2 separate regions of the Rattus norvegicus genome follow, and region 2 is linked to region 1. Evidence: chromatin contacts called from public Hi-C data. All regions are on one chromosome and are shown on one strand. The core of a region is the stretch at or near the end of the contact, and the rest is flanking DNA. Distances in the headings are between cores, read along the strand shown. Region 1 overlaps Prkag2 (protein kinase AMP-activated non-catalytic subunit gamma 2). Region 2 overlaps Prkag2 (protein kinase AMP-activated non-catalytic subunit gamma 2).

What was found. A called contact is a pair of places that touch in the nucleus more often than the background predicts.
Region 2: a contact with region 1 is called in a Hi-C map of liver, with 1.6 times the contacts expected there. The contact joins two enhancer-like sites. A contact is called at or near these places in 8 of 12 Hi-C or Micro-C datasets (the A7r5 cell line, Schwann cells, hepatocytes and 4 more).

Annotation. Positions count from the first base shown.
Region 1 is chr4:10,833,665-10,839,142 of GRCr8, forward strand. All of the region lies in intron 3 of Prkag2 (protein kinase AMP-activated non-catalytic subunit gamma 2), which reads left to right. Among named protein-coding and RNA genes, the nearest start is that of Prkag2, 92 kb to the left of the region's middle. Within about 2 kb of position 3,052, at least 40 of the 93 cell types and tissues checked have an H3K27ac peak or open chromatin away from gene starts, as enhancers often do. A contact at or near this core is called in liver, where this site is marked.
Region 2 is chr4:10,874,018-10,878,993 of GRCr8, forward strand. All of the region lies in intron 3 of Prkag2 (protein kinase AMP-activated non-catalytic subunit gamma 2), which reads left to right. Among named protein-coding and RNA genes, the nearest start is that of Prkag2, 130 kb to the left of the region's middle. Within about 2 kb of position 2,929, at least 7 of the 93 cell types and tissues checked have an H3K27ac peak or open chromatin away from gene starts, as enhancers often do. A contact at or near this core is called in liver, where this site is marked.

The DNA.
Region 1 (5,478 bases), core at 1,802-4,301:
AGTGTGGATCTTTACCTTTGAAATTCAAATGAGCTTGCCGAGGAGTTTATTTAACTTAAGACTTTGGCCCCTTTCACACCACTGGGGCATTGGTTCCCAGACAGCCCTTCTTTTATAACACAGCAACTGGGAGTTTATTTTTCAAATAAAAGTCTGTTTTCCCATAAAATGCTGAAGGTTTTGTGCAGCGCAGGGAAGAATGCACCCCAGCTTTCAAGGCTTCAATTTGGAGTCTCCAAGTCTACAATTTACATGCCAAGGGCTTCCCCTGGGCTGAGGCGGCCCTGCCCCGGCTTGCCCTGCAGAACAAACCCCGGGGCAGTGGGGCAGCCTATGTGGATCAATGGGCCATTGTCCACAAGTGCAGAGCAGGAACCAAAGGGCTAGGTCTAAACTGGAGGAGTTTGCTCCTCCAGCCCCGAGGTCTAGCAGCATGGCTGGTAGCTCTGCAGACTGCCCTCTGGCACCTCCTAAAAACACCTTCCTTTCTCACCTCCTGCCAGTCAGGGTCCCAAGGGAAAGTGGAACTGGTGTGTACTGAGAACAGACGGGCTCAGTCCAGACTTAGATGGCTACAGTCATGTGGCCTTACGGCCGTGAGGTAAAAAAAGCTGAGATATAGCCACAGGAACCTGGGAGTTGACCCAGAGGTTAGAAACAAAGCCCCACCCCCTCTGGGAAACAGAAGAGCAAGGAGTAGATGAGAGAACACACGGTATATAGAGGGCATCAAATGGCCGCAGGGCCACGTCATGGGGGCCATGTTACTGGGTCTCGGTGATAGATCCATTGAGTTCCTCCCAGCACCTGAGACAGGAGCAGCAGTCCGTCGGTAATGGAGAATTGCACACCCACCCTTCACTGACAGAAGCCCAAGTCTCGGGCACGCCTGGCATGCTTCCTTCCGTGCCATGTGTTTGGTGTGTACCTGGGACATCTCTGTGGGTCTTGGATGGTGCACTTTCGCTGTTAGCTTTCAGAGGACTCCATGGGGCCTGGGCATTGGTTTAGATGCTGGAGAGACAGAGAATGGGCATCACTAGCCTCCCTGAAGTATTACCAGAGAAAGAACCTGGGGGAGGAAGCTTGTGACAGGATGATAGGAGGGGACCCTGGCACACTTCTTCCCTTCATGGAGACGTCTTTGGGGGGAATGTGGTGCTTCTCCAAGAAGTCAGCATGCAGTGAACAGAATGTGTCATGCCACCACTAACTGGGAGGCAGGCCACCTCTCCTCCTGTAGCCTTCTTGGCTGCTTCTAGAAGGACCCTCCCAGCAGCCACAGGGCTGCTTCATGAGGTCTCAGATCCAGTGACTCAATGCCAGTGTGTACACAGGAAGAGGGGACAGTAAGACAGATTGAGCCAAGGCTTAAACACGGGTCGGGATTGGATGAGTGAGGGGAGGAGGCTGCATGTGCCACCTGGGAATGGGCAGGCCTGCAGGCGGGTACACGGGGTTATGCAAACAGGAAACGTGTGTACACTGTTCAGGGGGCTTGGACCAACCATCTGAGTGTGTCTTCAGACGCCAGAATTTAGCTTAACATGAGTTTGCTCAATGCCCAACAAAACAAGATTTACTCTGGCTGGCCCATACTCCAGACACAGCTCCCTCTTCAGAGGCCACAGCTCATCCACCCTGGGCCAGCCAGCCTCCCTGGGCCCTGTGCTCACTGGCTACAGCAGGAGCTTTCCAGATCCCGGCAGCTGGCAGGTCTGCAGCCTTCTGAAAAACGTGACTCATCCGGCCTGTCCACAAAGAAAGGGAAAGTATGTGTGGCATCCGGGTTTCCTGAAAAGTGCAGCCATCAAATGGCACAGCTATGTGGCCTGGCACCTAATGCACTTCTGGGAAGGCGCCCTCTGGTGGCCACCACGCACCTGTCCTGAGAAGGCGCTCTGTCCCTGCCAGCCCAGACTGGGCTGTGTGGGTGTTGGGAATGAATCCTGAGAGTCTTCCAGTCCTACACAGCCTGCCTGAGGTACACTCCAGCTGCCCTGGAGACAATTACAATTATAGTGTCTTTGTCCTCACCTCGTTACTGCTAAAGTCCCCACCCCCCATTTTGAAGCAAGGTTGTTACGCAACCCTCCACTTCAGAGCTGAGGACGGCCTTGAACTTCCGATGGAGGCCTTCTACCTCCATCTCCCGAGTACTGGACTATAGATGATGCTGTACATGGTGCTGGGGGTTGAGGCCCAGGCTCTATGCACGTTACACAAGCATGCCATGCCCCTAGTCTCTTTCACTTCCTTTTTAAAAGTAGCATTCCATTTTGACAACTTCAAACTCTCACAAAAGGTAATAATAGGGTGGGTAGAGGAAGACCCCTGACATCCACTTCTGGCCTCCTCATGCATGTGTACATGCACCCCCACACGAAGCACACGTGTGTGTTCACACATACACACAACACACACACATATACATACTACATGCACATTAAAACACTGTCAGACAATCTAAAGGGCTCTCTTGGTGCTCTTCACTCAACTCACAAAACTAACATCTCTCCAAGTTTTCTTAGCTCTGATAGCTGTCCATCTGTCCGTCTACCCCCACTCCCACCCCCACCTCCACTCATGTACTGCTTGTCCGTGTAGACTCCCAATGATTGAGAGTAAATTACAGATACAACACCCCCTAATCCAGTGGTTCTCAACCTTCGTAATGCTGCGGTGACCCCAACCACAAAATTCTTTTTGTTGCTCCTTCATAAATGCCATTGTGCTACTGTTATGAATGATAACATAAATATCTGATATTCAGGATGTCTGATGTACGACCCCAAAGGGGTCAGCACCCACAGGTTGAGAACTGCTGCCTAACCCCGCTGGCTTTGTGAAAACAAGGTGGATCGCCACAGTGTCACTATCAAGTCCAGAAACTAATGTCAACACAGAGTGATTAGCCCCACTTCAGGCTCTGTTCGCATTCAGCAAGTTGTCTTAATGACATGCTTTTTGGAAGCACCCCAGACATGACCCAGTCTGTGGCCGTTTCTCTTCTGTCCCACGGCTTCCCACAGCTTCCATTACCTCAGCGCTTGCCCAGTGTGTCCAGGCCACAGGCCAGCTATTGTGTGGCTGCCCTCACCCTGGGTGTGCCCAGCACTTCCTCATGATCAGATGCTGGGTTAGCTGTTGGCAGGCAAGCCACAGGCTGCTTGCTTGAGCTAGGGCCTCACAGCAGGCAGCCGGTGGCTGTTCCAGCACCTTCCTGGTCATAGGATCCCTGATGTGGGGCTGGGGCTGTCCACAGTGAGGCTCTCTCTCCTTTTAATAAAGGGTTGGTTTCTCGATGTGATGAGTCAGCGTTCTGGGGGGAGGGTGCACTTAGAATGTTATGTAAACAGCCTCATTCTCATACAACTTTCACCTGTTACTTTTAGCGGCCATCAGTGTCTCTTGCCTGAATTATGGCTGTGATGGCCGCCAAAGAGTAATATTCTAATTCATCACTAATTCCACATGAGCTGGTTGGAAAGGGAGTCTTTCTCAGGAAAAGATCTACCATCTTTCCTGTGTGAATATATGTGTATATGTGCACGCATACATGTGTGTCTGTGTGCGTATGCATGTGAATATATGTGTGTGTGCATGCTTATATACACGTATGCATGCATGGATATATGTGTTATGTATATATGTATATGTGGTACCCATGTATGTACAAACATGTGTATGTGTATGCATGTGCATGCATGAATGGGTGCCGGTGTGTATATGCATGTGTACATATGTGCTCATGTATGCTTGTATGTATGCATGTTTTTATGTGTATGCGTGTATGTCTGGACTTGGAGATTGGCTTTTTAGGAAATGAGTTAAAATGCTCCATTAGCCTATTCTGATGCTCACACTGTCTGAGACTTGTCCAGCTGGAGCCCCATCACATGGCTCCTGGGTCTTTTGACTGTCCCCACAATATTGTAAACACTGCTAGAATTGTTGCCTTATCTTACACACTTCCTGCCCTGGACTGAGTCTCTTCTCCAAGTAATGTTTTGGCCATCTCGTGACTGTCTGGTGGCATAACAGCGTTAGCCACTTCATTACTGATGGTGGTAAACAACACTTAGGAAGAAGACCGTGGCCCTGCCAATGCTGCCTGCCGCTGGGGTGCCATTGCTTCTAGGGCCTCTCAACAGATCGATTGCAGACAATTCAATCCTTGTGAATGGGGGAGGAGTCGAACAATGATGGTCTGTCTCCACAGCAAGACGCTACATGATGGCGAAAAGTAGACTATCGAAATAAGATAGTCAAAGAAATAGAGGCCAACATCTAGCACAAACGCATTTACCGCTGTGAGAAATACAGATACAGGAGAACTTAGACTTGTTTCTCCCAGAATGTGTGGATTTAACCTACCTTTGTGTAACACAGTGCCTCTGCAGTTTTAGAGTACACAGTAGAGGACACGAAGTGCATTCCCAGCACTGTAGTCAGCCCTCAGTCTGAGGGCTGTCTCACCAGTGTTGCCGTGACAGAGCGCCTGGCGTGGGTAACTAAGGAGACAAGGCTTCCTTTGGTCAATGATTGCAGAGGTGCCTGTCTGTGGCTGCTTCAGGCCTGTGGCGACACACATAGTGACTTTAAAGTGAACTTGCTGAGGAAGGACCAGACAGTTTCTGGAGAGGATGTGCTGGGCACGTGATGGTGGAGACTTCTCACTCCATGATGTTCAGGAAGGAAGCAGAGAAGACCTGGGTCTCCATGTTCCCTTCAAGGGCACACCACCAGTGACCTCAGCCCCCACTTCCCAATGGTATCGCAGCAATAAACCCCCAGGGAACACTGATGACCCAGTAATTACCCCAAACCTCATCCACTCTCCATCCCTCTACTCCCAGAATCTGGCAAGTTCAATCTCCTTTTGTCTCTGGCTTTGCCTGTCCGGGGGTTTTTATAAAAATGGAATCATAATGCAACCGGCTCCTCATACTTTACCTTTCATTTGGAAATTGCACACATTTTCCATGACTTCATGCTTTTCCTGGTTGAATAATATTCCCCTGCATAGATATACCACATTTTTTCACCCACTCATCCGGCGATGAAGGTTGAGGCTGTTTTTCCCCCTTGGACTAGTTTTGTGACTAGTGCTCTGTGAACATTTGTGTGCAGGCTGCTCTAATCTCTGCCTTCAGTTCTTTCGGGTCGATAGCCAGGAGTAGGTTACACAGGACTCTCATATTTAACGTAACTTGCTGAGGAAGGGCCAAACCAAATTGTTTCCATGACAGAAGTGGTATTTCCACATTCTCGGGAGTGTTACGGCTCTGTCTTCTCCATCTCTGTCAATAGAAGCTGTTCACACTTGTGGTTAGGATTTGTGCTGCCCATGAGTATTTTCTCAAGCATGTGTGTGGCCCTGTTGCTCTTCTTTGGGGGAAGTGTCTGATGAAGCTTCCTCCCCTTTTCCCATTCAAGATTCATTGAGAGAGGGGAAGGGGAGGGGGACAGTTTGTG
Region 2 (4,976 bases), core at 1,679-4,178, 40 kb after region 1:
CGCACTACTAGGGACTTGTCATCTTGTCCTTGCCCAGCATGGTGGTGGCAGTGGTGGGGAGGGCGAGTGTTCGTATGTATGCAGTGCACATGTGTGTGTATGTATGTGAGGAGGCAGGGGTGACTTTTCTGTGTTCAGTTCCCTGTGTAATTCACCAGGCATGGTGTCTGTCTCATTAGACTCCAGTCACTACGGTGTCACCTGGGCCATAGGCTTAGCATGGGTGATATCTTCTCAGTAGCTGGGCCCCAGCAGGACCAGCTGTATAGAGAAAGCACTTCTAAATGAAGGTGGATGCCAGGGTTACATGAAGACCTGCTAGCCAAGCCCTGCCCTTTACTCGACTGGCTGAATTCCTCAAAACCCAGCATAAGCAATTCGTTCCTGTGTTGTGGGGCCACATGGCTGTTCCTCAGGAGACATGGGCACGTATACCGTTGCCACCCTACTTCTTCTACTCTGGTCTGTGGCAAGAGCATCTGGGCTTCAGGGGACAATAAATGTCTCACTGGACAGGTTTTGCTGAGGGCAGAAAGCTATTAACCAAAACTCTGACTTTATTGAATCAGATCCTGCAAGAATAAGATGGTGTTCTTTACGTCTCTGGCAGCACCTGGCTCTGAGGAGAGCTGCAGGGGAGAAGTGGTTTGAGATTTAGGGCCTGACAGCTCTTAGGTGTGTATTCTGCTCAGCCTCGTGCTCCCAGATGGCCTCAGAGAAGCCTCCGCTTCCTCGTTTGCTGTCTCTTTCACGGCGGAATGGACTCCTGCACGCACTCTCTGCTTTCTTGAGCCTCTCAGGAGTTTCCAGTCAGCGCCCACACAAGTGCTGTCAGCCTTTCTGATCTTCATCACGGAGCCGGCTTCCGACTCTGCTGGCACTAGCCACTGTGGCCACCTTAGGGACTTGGCCTTCCTGCAGCATGGCTGCTCTGAGTTCCGACCAGCCGGGCCCAGCCCCCCAGCTCACCTTGTTTAACTTGATTATTGATCTGATGCCACAGTGAGAGTGAGAATCAAGGACCAGCACAGGTCATGGTGACCCCGTCAGTGACACTGAAGGACTGTGGTTGGGTGATGGCATCAGACAGTGTGCTTGCTTCAACACAGAGAACTGCATTGCTTGTGGAATGCCCGCTGAGATAAAGGGAAGCTCACGCACGGAGGGAGAGGGGGCGGCCCTGAGCTGGGAAGCCCTTTGAGGAGCTGAAATGCAGGTGGAAGGCAGAATAAGAATGCCGGTCCCAGCTGTAGCACCATATCGGTGGCCGCCCAGTGACACTGCTCATATAACTCCACAGTGGTGACACACCAGGGTGGGCCTTCTGGGGTCTCTGACTAGTGACGAATGAAGAGACCACAACCTGGAGTTCTCTTGCAGAAAGTGGTTGTCTGACCCACACAGTTTGACCTTGAGTTAGATGACTCAGAGCAGAGACTTGGGCTTAGTCACATGAGCCCAGCAAAGGCCCTGTCAGTGTGAAGACCTCAGGCTGCTGATGCTTAAGACTCCTCCAAGAGACTCCAGGCTGCCCCTAATGAAGTTCCTGTCTGTGCAGCCTCGTGCTGCAGATGCCTTAAGGTCCCTTTGAGGCTGGTGTGGGACTGAATCAAAGAAAGACAATCCTGTCTCATGGTTGGACACCTTAAGGACATGTATTACAACAACCATTTCCTCTCACTTCCTATCAAGACAGCTAGCTCCAAGGGGATGAGGACCTCAGGAACAGGGTTGAGAGGAGGAAGCAGTAACCTGAGAACATCCAGTGGAGCTCTGGCTAGGACTGCCCAACCCAGAGGCAGCCCACAGGGGCCCCGAATTCCTTCTCTAAGGAGAAAAGAAAGGTCTCAGTTGGGAATCTATTAGCGCCATAAATTGTGGATCAAGCAAGCATCCTCTGGAAGCTCAGCAGGTCCAGATGATTGCAGCTCCATTCTACCCATAGTAGAGCTGGGTTTCCTGGGACCGTCTCCATGTTGAGTTGCTGGCCCTGATGGAGAGAGCTCCGATCCTTTCATGATCAGTTCTTCTGGAGAACCTGACAGGTTAAGCTAGGGTAAGACCAGAACCAGTTTGCTGAGTTCTGGAACTAAGCAGGTTTCTCTGCAGCCTTGCTTGAAATCTTTCATCACTTCTTCCACGTTTGAGGGCAAAGGTCAGGGAGGAGGCTGAAGATGCTAAGCCAGACTCCAGGGCTGAAGGAAACTTAGACGCCAGCTGTGTGGCCTAGGGCAAGTCCCTGGATGACATCTGCTGAACTGAGTCTCGCGCCGGCAGCCCCTCCCCCTGCCGTATGAGCACAGCTCCACTCCACCCCTCCCCACCTTCTCCCCTTTCACTCTGAACACTGACCTGGGGAGCTAGAGGGGTGGAGGCTTGTCACTGGTACACAGGGGCGTCCGTCCATCCAGGCAGCTGGTGACGGGGCACCAGGGGTGGGGCTCAGAAGCCAGCCCTCCCTGCTCCTGAGTGTGACCAGAGAGAAAAGCCTGGTCCACCTTCATGATTAGGACCCCCAGGACCTGAGCCCAGAGGAAACCTAACCGTTCACTCAGACCCAGAATGCTCCTCTAGGAGGCCCACAGTGGGCAGAGCCCAGGCAGGCAGAATGTTTGTCTCTGGACCTTTAAACAAGCATCTACCCACAACTGTCTCATCTCTTTCACTCTCAAGTCACATTCCCCTCATCCACCATCGTCACAGCTGCTCGCACAAGCACAGCCACACCAAGACCCCTCAGTCAAAAAAAAAAAAAAATTGAGAGCTGGCCTGCCAGGTCAGAGTCGCGTGGAGCCAGCGTAGGGTCCTCACAGCCTCCCGAAGGCCCTCCCCGGCAGACGCCCCACCACAGTGATGACACAGGCTGTCTCGCATGCATGCGTACATACGCTCACACTGTCTTCTGGCAGGAATGTGCTGAGCTCAGCTCCAGGCCTGGACTCAGGAGGAAGGCAGGTAGTCCTATTCTGCCTGTCACCGTTGGCTTTCCAAAGGTCAGTTTAGCGCTGGCCAGATGTTTGTGGGCACATGTGGATGTGTTCAACCTACAGGGATAATCCTGCCTAGCAGTTAGCGCTCTCCAAACAACTTTCCCAGCAGGCTTAACTTGCAGTTCTCGTAGATGTCTAAGACTGTGTGTGTGTGTGTGTGTGTGTGTGTGTGTGTGTGTGTGTGTGTGTGTGTGTAACAAGCTTACAACCCTTCGTTTCTTTTGTGTTCCTCAAAAGGAAACAGGGTTATCTCTTATTGGCTTGCAGCTCTGATAGCCGAAGGGTTTCCTACTCAGGGCTTAATCACTTGGATTCCTCGGGTGATTGATTCTGGGCACCAGCAGCCCCATTCTGTACAGGGGAAGCTTAGCCTGATGCCATTGACTTTTTCTCAGAGTGTTGCAAAGTCCTCAGCCTGACAGTCATGACAGGTGTGTGCGGTTTGGCTGATGATTCGGGGTGTGTGTGTGTGTGTGTGTGTGTGTGTGTGTGTGTGAGAGAGAGAGAGAGAGAGAGAGAGAGAGAGAGAGATGGACAGACAGACAAGCATCTGCACTTGACTATTGATTCTGTTCACTTTGCTTTGAAGTTGTCTCGCTTAGATTCAAAATCTACTTACAAGCTTCCCTCATCCTGCTTCCCCCGAGGATCCTAAACACCTAGCAGGCATGAGTGCATGATGATAACTGTGTAGGTCCCACACACCATGGCACAAATGCCCAGATAGCCCTTTCCCCTGTCCTCCCCTCCCTGTAATGTCTTTTGTGTTGAGTAAATAAAGCAAGAACAGGCAGAAATTCTGGCACGCACATAAGAGCCCTCCAGCATCATTCACAGTAGCCCAAGTAGAAACGCCCATCGTCAGTAGAAACAATACATGTGTTAGTTCCCACAGTGGGGCGCCCTGAGGGGACGGGAGGTTTGCAGTTTCTGAGAGAGAGACAGCACAGATGTTGAAGAGCACATGGCTCCTTGCCTAGAGAGGACACACGTAAGAGGCACACACAGCATTAGAGTCATGGCTGCTTATGCCCGAATGGAGGCGCCTGTGCGCTTCTCTGCGGATGCACCCACTTGGTACAACCTTCTCACTTCTTCCCTCGGGGCTTGTGGACGCTCCCTGCACATGGCAGGGGTCTGCTCCCCCTTCCTCCATTCCTGACACTCATTGGTGAGTGAGTCGCCATGAGAGCACGCAGCCAGCAGGCAGTCTGAGGCTGGAAGGGAGGCAGCAGGTACTGTGCATGTTAAGGAGAGGGTTGACCTCTGTGGGGTGCAGGGATGGTCTGCGTGAGGATGCCCCCCAGACACAACTGTGGCACCGAAGGGTCTGGGCTCACTTCCTTTTATACTGTAGATGCTTCCAGGCTTACAAGCCAGCGCTTCTTTGGTGTCTCTCAAAGGGGAGCAGGCTTATCTCTCACGGGCATGCAAAGGACACCTGATCCAGTGGACTTTTAACTTCCCCCTCCTTGTTCCACCCGCTCTCGAAAGCAAAACTTTGCTTCCTTTGGGGGCTGTGTGCCCAGGACTTTACTCTGGTGTTGTCATGATAAGGTCCTATTACTAATCACCTAATACCTGTTACCTATCACCTAATCATGTGACATGGGGCTCTCTCCAGGTCACTTAAACTTGGGGTTCTTGGGTCTGTAGGTGAATGTTTCATCCCTAGGGATGGTTATTTTATACTGTTTAAAAATCAACTTGTTTCTTTATTCATTTGACACCCTGATCATGCCCCCACTCTGTCCTCCCAGTCCCACCCTTACAAATCCTTCCCCCCATTTACTTCTCCCCCTTCTCTGAGGTACCACCCCACCCTGGGACATCCAGACTACGCGCATCCTCTCCCACAGAGGCCCAACCAGGCAGGCCAGTTAGGAGTAGAAATGAATTATTAAGTGAGTATTAAACTTCAAGGTCCCATGTGCCCGAGCAGAGTGTGGCCGTGGCAGTGAGCTCACAGGCTTCCTGGCAGACAGA